Regions from separate parts of the Mus musculus genome. Here region 2 is linked to region 1. A link is a contact called in public promoter capture Hi-C data. All regions are on one chromosome and are shown on one strand. The core of a region is the stretch at or near the end of the contact, and the rest is flanking DNA. Distances in the headings are between cores, read along the strand shown. Region 1 holds the start of Cep55 (centrosomal protein 55). Region 2 holds the start of Lgi1 (leucine-rich repeat LGI family, member 1).

Region 1 (5,027 bases), core at 1,703-4,202:
TGTGTGTGTGCATGTGTGTGTTTTAAGGGACAACTTAAGGAGTCAGTACTCTTTTCTACTATGCAGATCCTGAGAGTCAAACTCAGTCAGTCAGACTTGGTGGCCTGAGCCTTTACTAACTGAACCCTCTCAAGAGCTCCTCTACCCAAGTTTTTCAAATATACTTACAGTTTTTCTACTAACAGAACTAGCTGTCTGTTCAAAAGCAAAATTAAGTACAACTTAGAGCTCAGTTTCTCACTCACAGCAGCCACAGTTCAAGCAGACATCAGTCAAATGTGGCCAGCGCTGCCATACTGGACAGAACAGAGGAAGTTTTCCGTCATGGCAGAATGTTCTATTAGCCATGCAGGTCTATTAGCAGGCAGGGTCCTGTGGACTCATGAAAGGCCCCTTGGAAGCTAGAACTCTTTAGATCACACCAGCCTCCTGGTTTCCAATTAGTAAGTCTAAAAACCATTGACACTGTTTCCTAAGGAGAAAATGAGCTCTCCTGCTAAGATAAAGACATTCCCGTTTTTCTCCTTACATGAATAAAGACGAGTCTTGAATCCTCACCCTAGAATATCCCTGAGTGAACTGTCAGTATCACCTGGACAATGAGATCTCCATGAGATGCTATCGAAACAGCTAGCAGCTTGAAGCTTCACGACTGTGCCTGTCTATAAAGAGCAAACACTGACGTCTAGATCCAACATTGGCTTTTACAAATAATCCAAGCCTCCCAGTGAACCTCCTGGCTATGCCTCTCCCTTACTAGTCCTTATTCATTGCAGCTTCCACAAGAACCAAGGTTCTGGAGGGCAGATGTAGAACTGCAGTGAACTTCCCTACCCTTCCTCTGTGCTCTACTATTTAAGGAACCCTCCCCTGCCCCTGGTGTGTGTGTGTGTGTGTGTGTGTGTGTGTGTGTGTGTGTGTGTGTGTGTGTGTGTGTTGGAGATCGTGCATGCATATAAGATCCTCCTACTTGATTCCAATTTTGCTTCTTATATAGTCTGGGCAGTGAATATTCACATCCTGACTTCATGTTGACAAACTTTCTCCCACCCCTAATCACTCCCATATGACACTTTAACACACAAATAAGAAGAAAGCCAAAACTGCTTCTTGGGAATAAAAACATGCATAATACCCCCATTTCTGCATATTCCATACTGCACTCTCCAGAATTAGCTGCCCACTGAAATTTACCTTTTGTCGAACACCTGCTCATTGAAGTTAGCTAAAAACATAGTCCCTCCCCTTCCTCCCTTGTCTCAGGTTATGAGAGGTCAATTTCCTGGAGTTGATGCTTGCCAGAAAAGCTGACCTCAGCAATAACCAGACATTTTAATTTTAATCAACACAAAAGTGTTGAACTGAACACCTCACGGCTCTACATAAAGAAGGTAAGATGTGCAGAACCAGGACACCAGAACAGGCTGCTCTTTGGAACACGGGGTCACCCAGGCTCCACCTGTTTGGGGCCCACATACCCCAAAAAACACCCACATGCCCTGAAAAACAGGGCAAAAGGGAAAGATGGACATTGAAACGCAAAAGCCTGCTTGCCGCCTTCTAGTGTGCCACCTTGTGGTTAATAAGACTATTCCTTTCTCCATCTGTTTCTCCGTTCATACTTCAGGCGGGAGGACTGTGTAAATAGAGAATTCCAGTATCTTGGATTGCCATCTTCCTGCTTTAAACAAATAAAACAAACTGAAATTCCTTACATGGTTTCTCATCCACTAGATTCAGTAACAAATGGATTTGTTGTCTTTTACTTAACAGTGCCTAACTACATTTGTTAAACTCTAGCCCTCGCAGCCACACTACCAGATGGTTATCTGCATCCTGGTATAGATCAGGAAACTGAGGCTCAAGGAAGTGAAATGTTCTCAAGGCCACACATCTATTAAGAGGCATTCAGGATTTTAACCCTTGTACTACATACATTACCTTCATAGGATGCTTTGCTACTGATTTTTTTCGCTGTAAACTTCTGGTATGCCTAGGCTAAGTCTAAGAACGACACGCCATAAGCAATTGTTTGCTTCAAGTTCTCAAGACGCTAATCAAGACCCTGATGTGACCGATAAAGACCAATAAAGACACATCTGCCTGTAGGGCAGCAATCTGGAATCGCTGCTGGGGCTCACAATCTCGGTTTTCAAACTGGGAGTTTATCAGCTCCCTACAGCTTCGTTCCCCATTGCTCCGCCCCTGAGTTTGACAGGGTAAATGAGTGGCCCGCCCGGAAGACTAGGAGGTTGTGCTCTACCTCACAAAGAGAAATTGGTTCCCAAAGAACATAGACCAGTCAGTCCCAGGCGAGGGTCACAGAGCTTGTCCTATGGATAACAGCAGGGTCCGAACACACAGAGAAAAGCAAGCAGGCCCAGATTGAACTGGTCCTCCGACTCTGTCCTTGGCTCCGCCTCCACCACGCCCACACTCCCGCACACCCACACCCACACCCACACCATCACACCCGCCTCATTTCACACCACGTTTCCACAGACACCCTCTATCTTCACAAGGTCCTTCTCTGACCCGGCCGGCACGGATTGTAGCTCCCGTCAGGCTCTATGTCTTGCTCGCCCTTACCTTCCCCACTCTGCCCCTACCCGTCTGCCCGGCTAGTTTCGATCCCCTCCCTCTGATTCCAGAGCCGGTCTTCGCCCCGCCTGCCGTCGGGTTCCAGACCTTGCCCCGCCCCTCCTCTGGCTCTAGACTCCGCCTTTGCCCCGCCCTCAGGCTCCTGGGCCCTCCCTCTCTCCTCCATCCTCAGATTCCAGCCTTCACTCAGATTGCAGGCCCCGCCCTCTCCCGCCTTTCCTCAGATTGCAGACCCCGCCCTCTCCCGCCCGTCCTCTGATTGCAGACCCCGCCCTTCGCCAAGCCGGCAGTGACGTGACCCGCCCTACAGCCGCGGGATTCAAACTCCCGGAAGCGGTGTCCTGGTTGATAAGTGGTCTGCGGCGGCGACGCGAGCGCTGTGTTTGTCTCAGGTAGTGAGTGGTCCCGGCCTCGGCCGGGGAGGGAGGGGAGGACAGCCGGGGCTCGTTAGCCCCTGGGCAGGACTAGACCTCCCGGGAGGAGCGCTGGTGAGCAGATCACGCCGCAGGACTCCGTCTCCCCTGGCTGGAATCGCTGGAACACATGCTGGCTCCCTGAGAGACCCCGCGCTGCGTTCCTGTCGACCGCCGGCCCGCAGGCCATCCTTTCGGCTCCTTTGAACTTGGCGGTATTATCACTTTCTTAACAGAGAGGTTACCGCGAGGCCAGTGACCTGAGCCAGGTCTCTCAGGTCTCCAGTGCGGTCAGCCTTTGCTTAGCAAGCGCTTCTCTTTGCAGTTTTTTATTTTCCTGCCTCTTTCCTGACCCCTCGTAGATTTGGGAGATTTACTGAACGGAAATGCTTCTTTAGACTCCTGACCAGAATGACTTAGGTCCCTTCAGTCGAGTCAGAGATTTCCAAGCAGCTGCCTTTAAGCTCTTGTATGCCCCCCCCCCCAAAAAAAAATCAAAACACAGTTCTTTTGAACAGTTGTTGATTGAAAAAGAAAATGTTGTGAGCAGATAGTACTGACTGCTAGCTTGTGTATGTATGGTGAGTTCTGTGTCCCATATTAAATTTAAGAGAGCACATCCTGAAGGAGATTCCACTAGGACTGGGTAGGGACGTTCCCGAGTAGAAGAACTTTAAAAAAAAAAAAAAAAGAACTTTATGATCGATTGGAATAGAAAATACTGGGAAAGGAAAGACTAGGTGAGAGCAGGATTGAGATGAGGAGGAGTGTGTGCTGGGTCAGCCTAGACAAGAGTCAAGAACACTAAGTTTTTAGGAATCCTCTCCAAAAGTTAGGATGCAAATGTCCTGAGGGTATTTTCAAACTGTTAAGTCCTCCTTCTGACGTCAGCAGAAGCCCAGGGAGAAACGTTTGTGGTAGCAGGTTCCTAAAACACGTTAACTGTGCATTTGCCTCGGCAGATTGTACTAGCAATTTTACTTGGTATTTGTCAAGATAGTGGGCAAAACCAGGTTGAATGCATTAATACAGATTTCGTTCAAGTTTGTTTATGCAGTTCTATTATTTTTAGGCTGATTTTATACAGGACAACCTCACACTCACCGCCCTAAGTAGATTTTCTTGTAGTGGTAGCTTTTATGACTATTAGTATTAATTACAGTTTAAGAATATGTGAATCTCCTTTTCTTTTGTTGTATTGCTGTTGCCTGCTACACTGTTCTGAAAGCTTCCTAGCATCCGAGACTCTATGTTGTTTCTTCTTCTTTCTGTTGCTTTAGCCAGCTTATATCCAGTCCCGATTAGGTTACCTGGTAAAAAGGCTTTGTAGTAATAGTCTGTGATTTGTTTAAACAGTTTTGTGCAGCTAGGCTGCCTTCAGTCTATGCAAATGAGGCTGGCCGTGAACTCCTGCCCATCCTGCCTCTACTTCCTGAGTGCTAGGATTATTAGCCTGTATCACCATAGCTTTGTAGTAACAGTTGAATGAAGGAAGGTCTTATCTTCCTTTCAATTCCATGATCACCTTGCCTTCATTTTTATCTCAGGACATATGAGAAAAATGGTTTTATTAAATCTCTTAATGGAGAGCTATTTTTTACATTATTTATATATACAGTGTATTTTACTACACATCTGCCTGCCTAGAGTTTGTATTCTACATTTGCTTCTAAACTCTCATCTAGTACTATTAGCAGATGTGAAACTTGGCCTAACTTCATTTGCCCATTCATTTCTTTCACCCCCCCCCAATCTCTGAGAATTACACCTCTTTTTCTATAAATGTCTTGTGTTGGATTTTCTCACTTCTTCCTGCCATACGCTCTAAAACGAATAAGATAGAGTTCTGTAGCCTCCCCCAGCCTTGAAGCAGGCTGATTCAGACTTTGCTGCCACTGAATATGAGGTCACCTGGGGTGTAGCCTTCGACTTAGATGGCTATATTATGTCAACTACAGATGCTCTTCTCTGAGACTCTGCTACCTGCTGAGAGAACCTTGAGACATCCCGGAG
Region 2 (5,027 bases), core at 1,149-3,648, 210 kb after region 1:
GAGGGAATATCCTGTTTGACCCCGTTGGTTGTTTGAATCACCTATTTACCATTGTTTTGTGTCATACAGGGTAATGGCTCTGTCAACAGGTGTCTGTGTGGGGGCTCAGTGCCTCAGTTTCCCCATCAAAATATAATATGCAGGGGTTGGATCCAAGATCTAAGGTCCATGAAGACGTTCAAGGCCACTGTGTCGTGGTTAACAAAAGTTATTAAAAATCAGGGAATTAAGAGAGCGGCAATTTGAATAAAATGACGGTATAAAATCCTCACCGTGTAATCTCCTTATATGCAGAGAGATCCCATCCTGCACTTGCAGAAGGATTCAATTTTTAAAAGATTCAACTTGTGGCCACCTTTGAAGTGATACATTACTGGTGAGCTGAGGCTTGCCCACGGGTCTGGGTTTCCGAGAACAGTCTCTTTCATCCACAGTGGTAACACAGTCCATTTTACAGGCAGGGCTTCTCTAAGACCTGTCTTTTTGAAACATGCACCAGGAAAGAATTTCTGCTTAAAGCAGCAGCAGCAGCATCCTATGGCTCGGCAGAGCACCCCAGGCTTTGCACAAGCTGTTCCCTCCTCGCTCCTTCACTGTTTCTTCATAGAAGTGTGCCCTGACCTCTCCGACCAAGGCAAGTCCCTTTATTATAACACTGTGGGGCAATTTGAAGTATATTAGGTGAATATATGATTACTGCATGTGAATAGACCATGCATTGTCCAACGAGCTCCTACAGGCACGTTGGATACCCCCACCTTGTACACAGTGAATGCTGGCCCTGGTTTGCAGCAGTTTCCACTTCCATGAAGCTTTTAATCCTCTCGAATCAACATTATCACCACCACCATCATCATCCTCATCCCAGCAATCCAATAAGAGTGTGAACATGACTAACACTGCCCTCCTCTCACAAAGCCAATAGAGTTAAAGGAGCCATTGAGCCCGGAGTCAGTTGTAACACCTACCTGTAATCCCACAACTTTGGAGGCTGAGGCAGAAAGAACAAAACCTAAGATCATCACAGGCTACATAGACAGACAGCAAGGCTCTTTTTTTTTTTTTTTTTTTAAGCCAACAAACAAAAGGAGTTCACTGAAGTTGGCCTAGGGTCAGCTACAAGGGGCGGGGGGGGGGGGGGGAGAATGGCAAGGCAAAGACCTCTGATAAGGGTGGCTTTGTCTCATAAAGGCACGGGTACTCGAACAATTCATTTTATACGTTCAATTTTTAAAAGCAAGAAAAGGAAGGACCGTGCTTGACTTACCAGAGTGGCTATGCCACCATGAGGGATGGCCGCCATCAGCTTGGTCAAAGGACATTCTTTTCTACTGTCCTAAGGATATTTTCACTCTCTGGGGCTGGACAACCTCACAGCCAAGGTCACACTATTTTGATTTTGTCCTTAAACAAACTTCCCTTTCCAAGAGAGTGTCTTCTTCTTCCCTATGATATATGCCAATAAGAGCCTGTGATTTTTATTTGGTTCCCACAGTCATGAGGAGACCATCTGTCCTATCGTCTCTATCATCCCTAATGTCCCCACTCTACAGGCAGGATAGCTCCCTTGTCTGTAAAAATCCGCTCTTTCCAGATGACCTGGGATCTCCAAGTGGGGTCTCTAGCTTACTCTAGCACTTCACTTTATTGCAGCCTGCTGGGTGAGCCAGACCCAGTTTCAAAGCCCCAGGAAGCTGGAGTTGGCTGCCTCCTGCTGGCAGGGAGTACGTTCCAGCCTTTTAGAAGGAACACTGCCAAAGAAGGGAGAGCAAGAAGGGAGGAGACTGGATTATACACAGGGGCGGCTTACCATTCTGTCGCCTCCCTGTCGTGGAGGGAGGAGTGGGCTGTGCAAGGTGGTGGGGGATTATGAAAATCAATAATTTGTAATAGTTGATAAGTGTCAGAGAAGTATTCAGTCACACTGTATTCCCCTGAAATTGACAGTCTCCGTGTGTTCACGGGTTTTTCATTCAACGGTGGCATCAACCAGGTGGGCTCTGCCAGGGAAGGCACGGATTTAACAGCAGACAGCTTCATTTAACTTCCTCTTCCCAGCCAAGACTGTCCCCCAAGCTAGTTTTTCTTACTAGGCTGTTTGCTACATGAAGAGCAAATTCCCAGAGGTTCCCGAGATTGCCCACATCCTATGCTAAGATGCTATGCCCCACCGCCCGCCCGCCCACCCACCCACTAATAAGACATAATGCCGTCCTATTTTTGGTAACAATTAAAGGGCCTCCCGGTGAAAGCAGAAAGCTGTTTATTTTCTGTTACATCACTTCGCTTGCCTTCGAAGACTGGTCTGTGCTCAGTGTTTTCTGTGAAGTGAGTCGGCTCTCTTCCTCCAGCAGTTGGCTCGCTCCCACCTCGCAGCACCTCACAGGTCTCTTCCCCCAGCAGTGCGCTGCCTGAGCGAGGAACAGCTCACGAATCAGCTGGAGGTCCCTGTTTTGAAAAAAAAAAAAAAAAAAAAAAAAGCAGATAGAGAAGCAGAGAAGGGTGGACTCCTATGTGACCTGTTCTTAGAGCAAGACAATCAGCAGCTGAATTCCAGAAGCCCTGTTCATGTGTGGGGATATTCTCTCGACTGCATGGAATCAGAAAGCAGCAGAAGGATGGGAAATGCCTGCATTCCCCTGAAAAGAATTGCCTATTTCCTATGCCTCTTTTCTGTGGTTTTGCTGACTGAGGGGAAGAAACCAGCGAAGCCAAAATGCCCTGCCGTGTGTACTTGTAGCAAAGATAACGCTTTATGTGAGAATGCGAGATCCATTCCACGCACCGTTCCTCCTGATGTTATCTCACTGTAAGGCCCGTAAGCATTTTGATATCTAATTTACAATTTAAAAGAAAAAATCCAGCTGGTGGATTTGGGGGTTTGTATGTATTCTGAGAGGGGCATGGAGCTCGTGAGACAGATTCCTCTTGCATGCCTGACCATTTGACAGCACTAACATTTTCCTGCATTTAAAATTTGTGATTTTTTGATAAGCTGCTAGTGATCATGCTTAGTTAGCCCCCACCCTGGACATTATCCGGAGGCACCTGGAGCAGGCTTCTCTTTCTCTCTCTCTCTCTCTCTCTCTCTCTCTCTCTCTCTCTCTCTCTCTCTCTCTCTCTCTCGCTTCCTCTAGGAAGGGACAGAATCGTACTTTATAAAATAGTGGGGGAATATAGCAACTGTTATGGTAAATTGGATTAACATAAGATCTATTCTCTGTGTGTGTCTCTTTGTGTGTGTGTCTGTTTGTTTTGTGTGTGTGTGTGTTTTGTTTTCTTTCAGATCCTTTGTGAGATCTGGTTTTACTGAAATCTCAGAAGGGAGTTTCTTATTCACACCATCGCTGCAGCTCTTGTGAGAAACATTTATATAATGACTATTTTTAATATGGCATGTATTCGGATAAGCCTTCTAGTAAAACGAGCTTAATATTGTTTCTGTTGAATGTGATGATGCTTCTGAAAGGGGCGAGAACATGGGTAAAGCGGGAGATAGATGGGTTATTTGTAACTTCACATCCACCATAAAAGTTGATTCTTTAAATTCAATTACCTGTGATGCTGTCTAGCTTAATGGCTATTTGTGAAGTTGTTGGGACGATGCAACAAGAATACTAATTTTGATGATCTTACTTTCATTTTTAACTTGGGGAACTTCGGTTATTTTGCGCTGGAGTTCTTGGGTTTGTCAATTCAGAGCCCAGCATCACATATGCACTCAAGATGTTGTCTCTTGGGGATCTGGGGCAGACTATGTCTCTGTATGATTTACCATGTGGGGAGAAAAAGAGAGAGGAAAAAAAACACCCTTGGTTCTTTCTAGGTAATTTCTTAAAATACGAATTCTCAAGAGGCTGCTTTCTAATTTATAACTAGTCCCCTCACAGCAAGGAAAAGATGATATTAATACAGCAAATACTCCTTGTTCTATGTTTTGAGATGGCCACAAGGGAGCCACATATTCAGTCCATGCCTGAAAAATATTCAAAAATAGCACTGGACTAGGAAATCAGACCTCTTTACAGGGATAATGAAATATGTATAATTTGTTCTGATGAATAATGTTTGGCAACTGGAGCCTAGTTCTTCATGGGTATCACATGAGAGTCAAGGGGTCTCTGGTGCTCCAGCATCAATCATAGATTAGCAGACAGACACTTCCAAAACAGACACAGTCGACTGTCCATATGCTGAATTTGAGATATCTTACTTAACTGTGTGATTAAGATCCAAGCTTTTAATTTATTTGCTTTCTAGATTTATATTTGTTTCCTTGCCATCCATGCTTAGCCATTGTGTTTATGCATGGGCAAACACTGTGCATTTGAAGTTGAAGAGTCCTGTGTTCGAATCTCACCCCACTAATCTCATCACACTAATCACTGGAATGTTGCCATGTGGTCTTGTTCAGACCAGCTCTCCCTCTCCCTCTTCTCCCCTCAGCTTCCTTATCTACAAAATGGAAATGATAAGACATATTTTTGAAGTGTTGTGATCAGAGAGAAATAAAAATTTAAGTATTAATTTTTTTAAAAAAAAGGGTCTCACATAGTTCACGCTGACTGACCTTGCCAAGAGCTCTGCTGGTCTTCAGCTTCTGATGTTCTCCCCTTTTCCTCCCCACTGCGGAGATCAAAGGTGTGAATCACTACAAGCAGCTTTAGATCAAGCCCAAGATGTGGGGGTACTGGCCTTGGCAAAGTCTTACATGTTTTTATAAAGGCTGTAGCTTTAATTTTTCTACATCAAGATAAAATGCTAAAAGTTACTTAATATATTCTGTGGTCTGTCAGAAATCCTACAACTGGCTTGACTGTTTGATTGCCGTTACAAACTTGATCAGGTGTTTTGACATTATGTAACAAGGTTTCTTACTGTCCTTTCCTGCCTAAGGCTTTTGGTTGATTGCAATTAAGTACAGAGTTCCTAAGGGTTTATTTATCCGTTTGATTACAGGAAGTGTTAACATGTCAAAGAAAAAAACATGTTTAAACAGGTTTTATAATTCAGAAAGGGGCAATGTC

The links. Promoter capture Hi-C pulls out the DNA fragments that hold promoters and counts their contacts.
Region 2: a promoter capture Hi-C map of the C10 cell line shows a contact between it and region 1. A contact is called at or near these places in 7 of 39 promoter capture datasets (the 3T3-L1 cell line, 3T3-L1-derived adipocytes, the C10 cell line and 4 more) and 2 of 130 datasets of targeted methods (embryonic limb bud and forebrain).

What each region holds. Positions count from the first base shown.
Region 1 is chr19:38,052,089-38,057,115 of GRCm38.p6, forward strand. Cep55 (centrosomal protein 55) reads left to right here and starts at 2,953. Exons shown (of 10, transcript NM_001164362.2): 1 at 2,953-3,229.
Region 2 is chr19:38,262,289-38,267,315 of GRCm38.p6, forward strand. It overlaps Lgi1 (leucine-rich repeat LGI family, member 1), which reads left to right and starts at 2,399. Exons shown (of 8, transcript NM_020278.3): 1 at 2,399-2,809; 2 at 3,287-3,358. The coding sequence starts at 2,595. Gm32771 (a long non-coding RNA gene) reads right to left here. Exons shown (of 6, transcript XR_003952844.1): 5 at 4,571-4,626; 6 at 2,246-2,448. Gm32491 (a long non-coding RNA gene) reads left to right here. Exons shown (of 3, transcript XR_386684.3): 3 at 295-374.